Regions from separate parts of the Macaca mulatta genome. Here region 2 is linked to region 1. A link is a contact called in public Hi-C data. All regions are on one chromosome and are shown on one strand. The core of a region is the stretch at or near the end of the contact, and the rest is flanking DNA. Distances in the headings are between cores, read along the strand shown. Region 1 holds the start of GRM4 (glutamate metabotropic receptor 4). Region 2 holds the start of BAK1 (BCL2 antagonist/killer 1).

Region 1 (4,079 bases), core at 519-3,018:
CACCCCACTCCATGTATTTATTGAAACAAAACACACTTTCAGCATGAACACACCCATGTCATCAGCACCCAGGTGAAGGACAGAACATAAGAAGCCCCCAGGGGCCCCTGCATGTCCCTTTTGGTCTCTGCCCACTTCAAAGGTAACCAATATTCTGACTTCTCTCACTATAGGCCAGTTTTTATACTTTGTAGAAATGGAATCACATGGAGTTTGTGTATGTATGCTTGAGTCTGGCTTCTTTTGCTCAATATTACCTCTGAGTTCCACGCATGTGGTTGTGTAGATGCAGGATATGTTTTGGAGTTGGAAGTGACCGGACTTGGAGATTCATCCAGTGCCCTTGGACAAACCACTTCACATCTCCCACTCAATCCCTTTGTCTGTCAAATGGGGCAGATGGTGACAATACACAGCTGTTAGTGCTGCAGTTTTCACATCCTGCTCTGTTAACGGGCCTGGAATAGGGCAGAGGTCCCAGGGCCCTCTCCCTCTCAGGCAAAGGGGCTGGGAGCACTTGAGCTGGAGTTGGCTCCAGTGTGTGAAACTTACACACACCTCTCCCTACCCACACAGTCCTTGACATTTGCACTTTTAAATTTTAAAATAGCTCTTTTGTCTTCCTTCCTTCCTTCCTTCCTTCCTTCCTTCCTTCCTTCCTTCCTTCTTTCCTTCCTTCCTTCGCTCCTTCCTTCCTTCCCTCCTACCTTCCTTCCTTCCTTCTTTCCTTCTTTCTTTCTTTTCCTTTCTTTCTTTCAGATGGAGTCTTGCTCTGTCGCCCAGGCTGGAGTGCAATGGCGCTGTCTCGGCTCTGCAACCTCCGTCTCCTGGATTTTAAGTGATTCTCCTGCCTCAGCCTCTTGAGAAGCTGGGACTACTCGCCTGGTTGATTTTTGTATTTTTAGTACAGACGGGGGTTTCGCCAAGTTGGCCAGGCTGGTCTCAAACTCCTGACCTCAGATGATCTACCCACCTCAGCCTCCCAAAGTGTTGGGATTACAGGCATGAGCCACTGCACACGGCCTAAAATATCTCTTTTCATGGAGTGCCTGCCTGCCCTGGCTCTCCACTCTGTCCCTCTGTCCTCAGCGCTTGGGCCCCTGGGAGGACATGGCTGTATAATTAGTAAAAATATTAAAATATTGCACAAGTAATGATGCATGTTAGTGACAATCTCTCTCAGCATATGGAGCTTTAGTTTGCCTGGACAGACATGGCACAGGGTTGGGCATAGGGGGTTGAAGCCCAATTCCCGGCTAAGCTCTCTGAGCTTCTGAAGATAGAGACCTCGCTATGTACCTCTGGGGTTGTGGTGAGGATGAAAGGGGCTACCCCATGCCAGAGCCTGCCGACGCTGTGCCTATAATGCCTGGCAGCGCCTGTAATGCCTGGCAGCGCCTGTAATGCCTGGCATGGAGGTCTCAGGCGTAGCTGCACCTGGCATCATCTGGGATAGCTGGAGCCTAGGTCCTCCCGCACACAGTCTGGTTTAGGCCGGCGCGGCAGCTCCTTCCCGTAATCCCAGCGCTTTGCTGGAGGATCGCTTGAGCCCAGGAATTCAAGACCAGCCTGGGCAACATGGCGAGACCCTGTCTGTCCCAAAACAAACAAACAAACAAACAAACAAAAAACAGATTTTAATTGGTTTGGAATGCGGCCTGGACACAGGGAAATTTTAAAGCTCTCCAGGTAACTCCAGTGTGCATCGAGGTTGCGAACCGCCGGCCTGGCACACAGAGGGAGCTCAGGGGATGCTGAGAGTGGGAGGATGCCGGCTTGGGAACCTGGAGTTGCAGCTTCCTGCGGCTGGCGCGCCCCTCCTTGCTCCCCTCCATGCCTCTGCATCGCACCCCACCCCTGTACCCCACCTTCCTCCCACCAAGGAAACCTCACCTGCCGCCTCCCACCCAGGTCCTTTGGATTTTGCCGGTGTGTGTGGGTGCGCATAAGAGGCCCCTCCCTGCCAGGAGAGCAGGTGAGCTTGGCCGCGCACGAATCCGAGGGGGTGGCCGCCCAGCTGGGAAACAGCCCTGAAATAGACCCCCGCCGCCCCCGCTGCCTCCTTCCGGAATCTGCTCAGGTGAAAAACAAGCCTCTCAATCCGGGCGTGTCCCCCGGCGTGGGACGGGGAGGCGCCCAGCGTTGCGGGAGGCGTAGACTGGGCCTGGGTCCCTCTCGGACCCGCCCCAGGCCCGGCCGCTGGGTGCAGTGAGGGCGTTCGGCCACCGGGCGGCGGTGCTGGCCCGCGATGGGGAGCCCGGCTCGTGGGGCGCGGGGCCCGCGCTCGGGTGCGCTGGAATCGAGGCTCCTCACGTTCTTCACAGCGATCTCGCCGCGTTTCTGGGGTGGCTGAACTGGCCCTCCATTCTAAGGAGGCCGGCGCAGGGTGCCTGCTTGGGGCAGTGGCACCCCCTTCTGCAGGCACAGAGAGCCGGGCCGGGGTGCCAACTCCCCCCCCACGTGTGTCCTCCCTGCCCTGCTGCTGCTTTTTATCCCACATTTCCCACGAGCTTCCTGAGGTCTAAGAGTGTGTGTGTGTGTGTGTGTGTGTGTGTGGTCAGGACCATCCGTCCATCTAACCTCCCATCTGTCTGTCCATGCAACCACCCACCCATTTCACATTTGTTGCCCAAGGACTGTAAACCAGCTGGACCAAAGAAATGGGGTGGGAAGGGGCACATTCTTCCCGGTCTGGGAAGGCAGACCAGCGAGCGGGATGCCTCGGAATTCTGGACTAGGGGTGCTGCTTAACCTGGGCCTTGAAGGTTGGGGAGGGGGTTTTTGGGTGCAGAAGAGAAGGTAATTTGGCCACAGAGGTGAGAAGGAGAGTTGAGGGCCCAGGGGCTGGGCTGGGCTGGGGTGGGGGAGCAGGACCGCGCTGAGGGGAGGTATGTGCGGGGAGCCGCGCTCACCATCTCACAGGGCCATCGCAGCAGCCTGAGCTGTGGGCTTTATCTTCCTCTCCTTATCAATGAGGAAACCTGGGCTGGAGAGGTCAAGTGCCCATGCAGTGGTGAACGTCACAGCCCAGGCTGAATGTGGCTGAATGTGGCTATGGAAAGAGCCTAGCTTTTAACATAGAGCGTGACACCTGGGGGAGTGTTGTGCCAGGGTCAGCCCGCACCCACTGACAGTCCCAAACACCCCATGTGGTCCTGGACCTGGCACTGGCCTCCCAGGAATACAGGGGGTCTTTCCTGGCTTCTACTTTTTTTTTTTTTTGGTGACATAGTCTTACTCTGTTATTGGGCTGGAATGCAGTAGAGTGATCTCGGCTCACTGCAACCTCTGTCTCCTAGGTTCAAGTGATTCTCATGCCTCAGCCTCCCCAGTAGCTGGGATTACAGGCATGTGCCACCACGCCTGGCTAATTTTTGTATTTTCAGTAGAAACGGGGTTTCACCATGTTGGCCAGGCTGGTCTTGAACTCCTGACCTCAGGTGATCCTCCCACCTCAGCCTCCCAAAATGCTGGCATTACAGGTGTGAGCCACCGCACCCAGTCCTGGCTTCTGCTTTTGTGCCCCCAAGGTTCCTGCGGTTCTGTTCTCCCTGCTCATACCTGCTCACAGGAGAGCATCTATCATCAGCCATGACCTCTGCAGTGTTTGGGAAAAACACTTTGCCCCTGGGAAGGCGATTCAGTTTTGTCAGCAGGTGGGGAGCACTTGGTGGGGGCAAGCCAAGGCAGTCTTGGGGTCCCCAGCAGTCCTGAGACAGAGCTGAGGATGGAGATGCCTGGAGTGTGGGGGATGGAGACTTGAAGCTGGGCTGGCCGGAATCTGGGGCAGGGACTGAGGGCAGAGACTGAGCCGGGCATGAAATCTCTGTGCAGCCCTGGCCTCTCTGGGCCCTGCGTTCGTGTCTGTACCCTGAAGGGGTGATGCAGATCCCAGATATAGGGAGGGCTGAGGAGAGGCCCAGGGGTGGGGATATAGGATTGAGCTGGGTGTGTGCGTTGGGGAGCCCTGGGTTTTCTGCCCAGGTCCCTTCTTGTCCAGGGTAGAGTCCGTATGTCTCAGTGGGTGAGGAGGTCTCCAGGGTCGCACCACAGAGGCTAACCCCTGGACCGTCCCTCCT
Region 2 (4,133 bases), core at 840-3,339, 570 kb after region 1:
TCCCGTGTAGCTGGGACTACAGGCACCCGCCACCATGCCTGGCTAATTTTTTTGTATTTTTAGTAGAGATGGGGGTTTCACCATGTTAGCCAGGATGGTCTCGATATCCTGACCTCGTGATCCGCCTGCCTCGGCCTCCCTTTTTTGTATTTTTAAAAGAGACAGGGTTTCGCTGTGTTGGGCAAGCTGGTCTTGAACTCCTGGCCTCAGGTGATCTGCCTGCCTAGGGCTCCCAAGGTGCTGGGATTACAGGCGGGAGCCACCATGCCCGGCCTTTTTTTTTTTTTAGACAGAACTCTCCCTCTGTTGCCCTGGTACGATCACAGCTCACTGCAGCCTCAACCTCCTGGGCTCAAGCAATCCTCCCACCTCAGCCTCCCCAGTAGTTAAGACCACAGGCATACACCACCATGCTTTGCTAATTTTTTTTTTTCCATATAAGCAGGGTATTGCTGTTGCCCAGGCTGGCCTGGAACTCCTGCACCTGGCCTCAAGCGATTCTCTTGCCTTGGCCTCCCAAATGGCTGGGATGGGATTATAGGCAGCCTGGAGGGGTGATGGGATTATAGGCGTGACACACCACAGCTGGCTGCCTTTTTTGTTGTTGTTGTTGAGACAGGGTCTTGCTCTGTCACCCAGGCTGGAATGCAGTGGTGCAAACATGGCTCACTGCAGCCTCAACTTCCTCAGCTCAGGTGATCCTCCTGCCTCAGTATCCTAGGTAGCTGGGACCACCACACGCACAGGTGTGAACCACCATACCCAGCTAGTTTTTAATTTTTTTTTCTGTAGAGACATGGTCTCCCTTTGTTGCCCAGGCTGGTCTTGAACTCCTGGGGTCAAGTAATCCTCCCACCTCGGCCTTCCAAAGTGTTGGGATTACAGGCGTGAGCCACCGTGCCCGGCCTCTATTGAGTTTTAATCTCCGTTTACTTCACTATCACCTTCAGGATTTCAGATCTCCAGAGACCACCAAGGTGCATGGTGCACAGGTCTGAATTGCAGGTTGAATCTCAATTTAGTATTAGTATTCCCCAACGCGACTACAGAACTGATTTTTTTTTTTTTTTTTTTTTTTGAGACGGAGTCTGGCTCTGTTGCCCAGGCTGGAGTGCAGTGGCTGGATCTCAGCTCACTGCAAGCCCCGCCTCCCGGGTTCACGCCATTCTCCTGCCTCAGCCTCCCGAGTAGCTGGGAGTACAGGCAACCGCCACCTCGCCCGGCTAATTTTTTTTGTATTTTAGTAGAGATGGGGTTTCACCGTGTTAGCCAGTATGGTCTCGATCTCCTGACCTCATGATCCGCCCGTCTCGGCCTCCCAAAGTGCTGGGATTACAGGCTTGAGCCACCGCGCCCGGCCCGAACTGATTATTACTATTTTTTTTTTTTTTTTTTTTTTTTTTTGAGATGGAGTCTTGCACCGTCCCCCGGGCTAGAGTCCAATGGTGCGATCCTGGCTCACTGCAACCTCCGCCTCCCGGGTTCAAGCGATTCTCCTGCCTCAGACTTCTAAGTAGCTGGGATTACAGGCACCCGCCCACCACGCCCAGCTGATTTTGTTAGCCAGAATGGTCTCAATCTCTTGACCTAGTGATCCGCCCGCCTCAGCCTCCCCAAGTGCTGGGATTACAGGCATGAGCCACCACGCCCGGCCCAGAACTGATTATTAACCCAGCTCAGTGACCTTTAGAGAGCACCTTAAACCAGCTGAGCCTCTGTTTGTTCATCTGAATGGGTATTGTCAACAGCACTCACTTACAAGAGTTGTTGAGAAGATCCAACGAGACAATAGTTGCTAAAGTGCCAGGCATGCAGCAGTGCTTAAGAAACTTCTCACCCTGGGTTTTTTATTGGTATTGATTGATGTAGAGATGGGGGAGAAGATCAAAGACAAGGATTGAGAATCAGGGATGGGAAAAGCAGTGGGCCACTGACAGCCGCTCTGCCTGGCTGGGAGGTGGGGTGGGGAAAGTGGGCGGGAGCTGCTCCTGGGCCTGGCCCACCCAGATCACCCCTCCGGGCTGCAGGCCTGTGCGTCTGCATCCGGTGGCCACAGAGCAACTTCCTCTAGAGGGAGCTGATTGGAGCCGGTTGCCGCTGGCACCTCTATGATCACTGGAGTCTCGCGGGTCCCTCGGCAGCACAGGGACAAGCAAAGGCTACATCCAGATGCCAGGAATGCACTGACGCCTGTTCCTGGAAGCCGAGCTCCCACTCAGCCCCTGGGAGCAGCAGCCGCCAGCCCCTCGGGACCTCTCTCTCTGCCCTGCTGAGCCACCCGGGTTGGGCCAGGATCCTGGCAGGTAAGCTGGAAGGGTCCTGCCCGTCCTCCCAAATCTCAGCAGCCCCAGCCCCAGGGTGGGGCAGGGAGCCTGCCAGGAGCCGGGTGGGGAAGGGGAAGCTCAAAGCTTACCTGGGCAGGTCCGCCTGCCCGGCTGGGGACCTGATCGTGGCAAGCCTACTTCTGGCTGCCCCTCACAGCTTCCCCTCTTGCCCCAGCCCTGGATGCCGGAGAACTGTGAGAACTGGGTCCTTTAACAGTCTGGGAGATGGGGGTGGAGGTCAGAGCCAAGGTCAAGGGCAGAGAGAGAACTTTCTCAGCGCTTCCTGCTGCCCAACATCCCTAGACTGGGTCCAGGGCCTGGCCAGGCATGTATCCCTGGGGAACATTCATCAGGGCCCAGCAAGCCCAGGAAGTCGGGGGTGGCTCCCCTCACCGGGAATTTAGGCCACTTGGATTGGGGGACAGAGCTAGGCCTGAGTCAGCATAGGTTGCTGGCCTTGGGGGGTGTCCTGAGGCTCTACCTGCTCCCCTCAGGAGCCTGGGTTGTTGGTAGAGGGAGTTGGGGGTGCCGTCAGCATCCTCTGGCCCTACTGTCCTGAGGGTGCTGGGTTCTGGAGACTGGGGAAGAAGGAAGGCCATCTTATTTAAGGAGCTCCGGGGGGGTGGGGGTTTTATTTTTTGTTTTTTGAGACAGAGTCTCACTCTGTTGCCCAGGGTCGAGTGCAGTGGCGCGATTTCGGCTCACTGCAACCTCTGCCTCCCAGGTTCAACCGATTCTCCTGCCTCAGCCTCCCGAGTAGTTGGGACTACAGGCGTGCGCCACCATGCCCAGCTAATTTTTGTATTTTTAGTAGAGACGGCGTTTCATTATGTTGGCCAGGCTGGTCTTGAACTCCTGACCTCGTGGGCCACTGTGCCCGGCTGCAAAGTTCTGTTTTAACAAGGCCTTGCCCCTAGAGGTGGAGGAAAGGAGAGTCTGCCTTCGCCCTGTCCGTGTCCGGCAGAGCAAGGAGTGGGGAGCTGGGTGAGGGCACAGGTGGTCCAGTCCTCCTCCACCCCTTCTCGAGAGCTCTTGGGGCAGTTTCGAAAACACTCCCAGGCCTAGCGGAAGGAGGGTGGGCGAAGGTCCCCAGGCCCTGGGCGGTGGGGGTGGGGCTGTGTGCTTGGCCCAGGGTGGGGCTGCACACCCCCTCCCTCTGAGATAGGAGGAGGGCGCTTTCCTTCTGAGGGCCGGAGGGTGCCTGGGGAAATGGGGCTCTGGGAGGGGTGCAAACTGAAAGTGAAACAGCTGACATCCAGGAAACGCCCTGATGAGGGGTCACAGCACGTTGGTGCTGCGGTCAGGACCAGGCAAAGAGGAAAGTTGGCTGGGGACAGAAGACTAGGTGTGTGGTGGGAATACGAGGCAGGTTGTGGGGCTTCGAAGAAGGCCCTGATCCTGAGGGCTCCCTCCGGTCACTGCAAGGCAGGGGTGAGGAAGGCACAGGCAGGAGGTAAACAGGGAAAGTTGCCCTGAGAAGGGACACCCTCTGAGGTCCACAAACAAGAAGAAATCTTAAATGCTTGTTGAGTACATGGACTCATGGAGATTCAGACAAACAACCCGACTTTCCGTCACTAATGATGTGACCTCGGGCACTCAACTCTTTATGCCTCACTTTTCCAGGCTGCAAAGTGGGTATGATGGTGCTCACCCTGCTGGGTTCATGTGAGTTTTCAATGTTCAACACCCAGAGTGCTCCTAAGTGGGAGAGTATATCTTAGGCTCTCAGGAAATGTTTGCGGCTAACAGCCCAGAGTTAAAAAACAGGTGTGTTCTGACCAGCCAGAGGGAAGTAGGGCCTCTGAG

The links. Hi-C and Micro-C count contacts between places; a contact is called where the count stands out from the background.
Region 2: a contact with region 1 is called in a Hi-C map of fetal cortical plate, with 5 times the contacts expected there. The contact joins the promoter of BAK1 here to the promoter of GRM4 in region 1. A contact is called at or near these places in 3 of 14 Hi-C or Micro-C datasets (fetal cortex germinal zone, fetal cortical plate and liver).

The regions. Positions count from the first base shown.
Region 1 is chr4:148,134,842-148,138,920 of T2T-MMU8v2.0, forward strand. GRM4 (glutamate metabotropic receptor 4) reads left to right here and starts at 1,769. Exons shown (of 9, transcript XM_078000155.1): 1 at 1,769-2,080. The coding sequence starts at 1,769.
Region 2 is chr4:148,704,315-148,708,447 of T2T-MMU8v2.0, forward strand. It overlaps BAK1 (BCL2 antagonist/killer 1), which reads left to right and starts at 2,090. Exons shown (of 6, transcript NM_001266731.1): 1 at 2,090-2,303.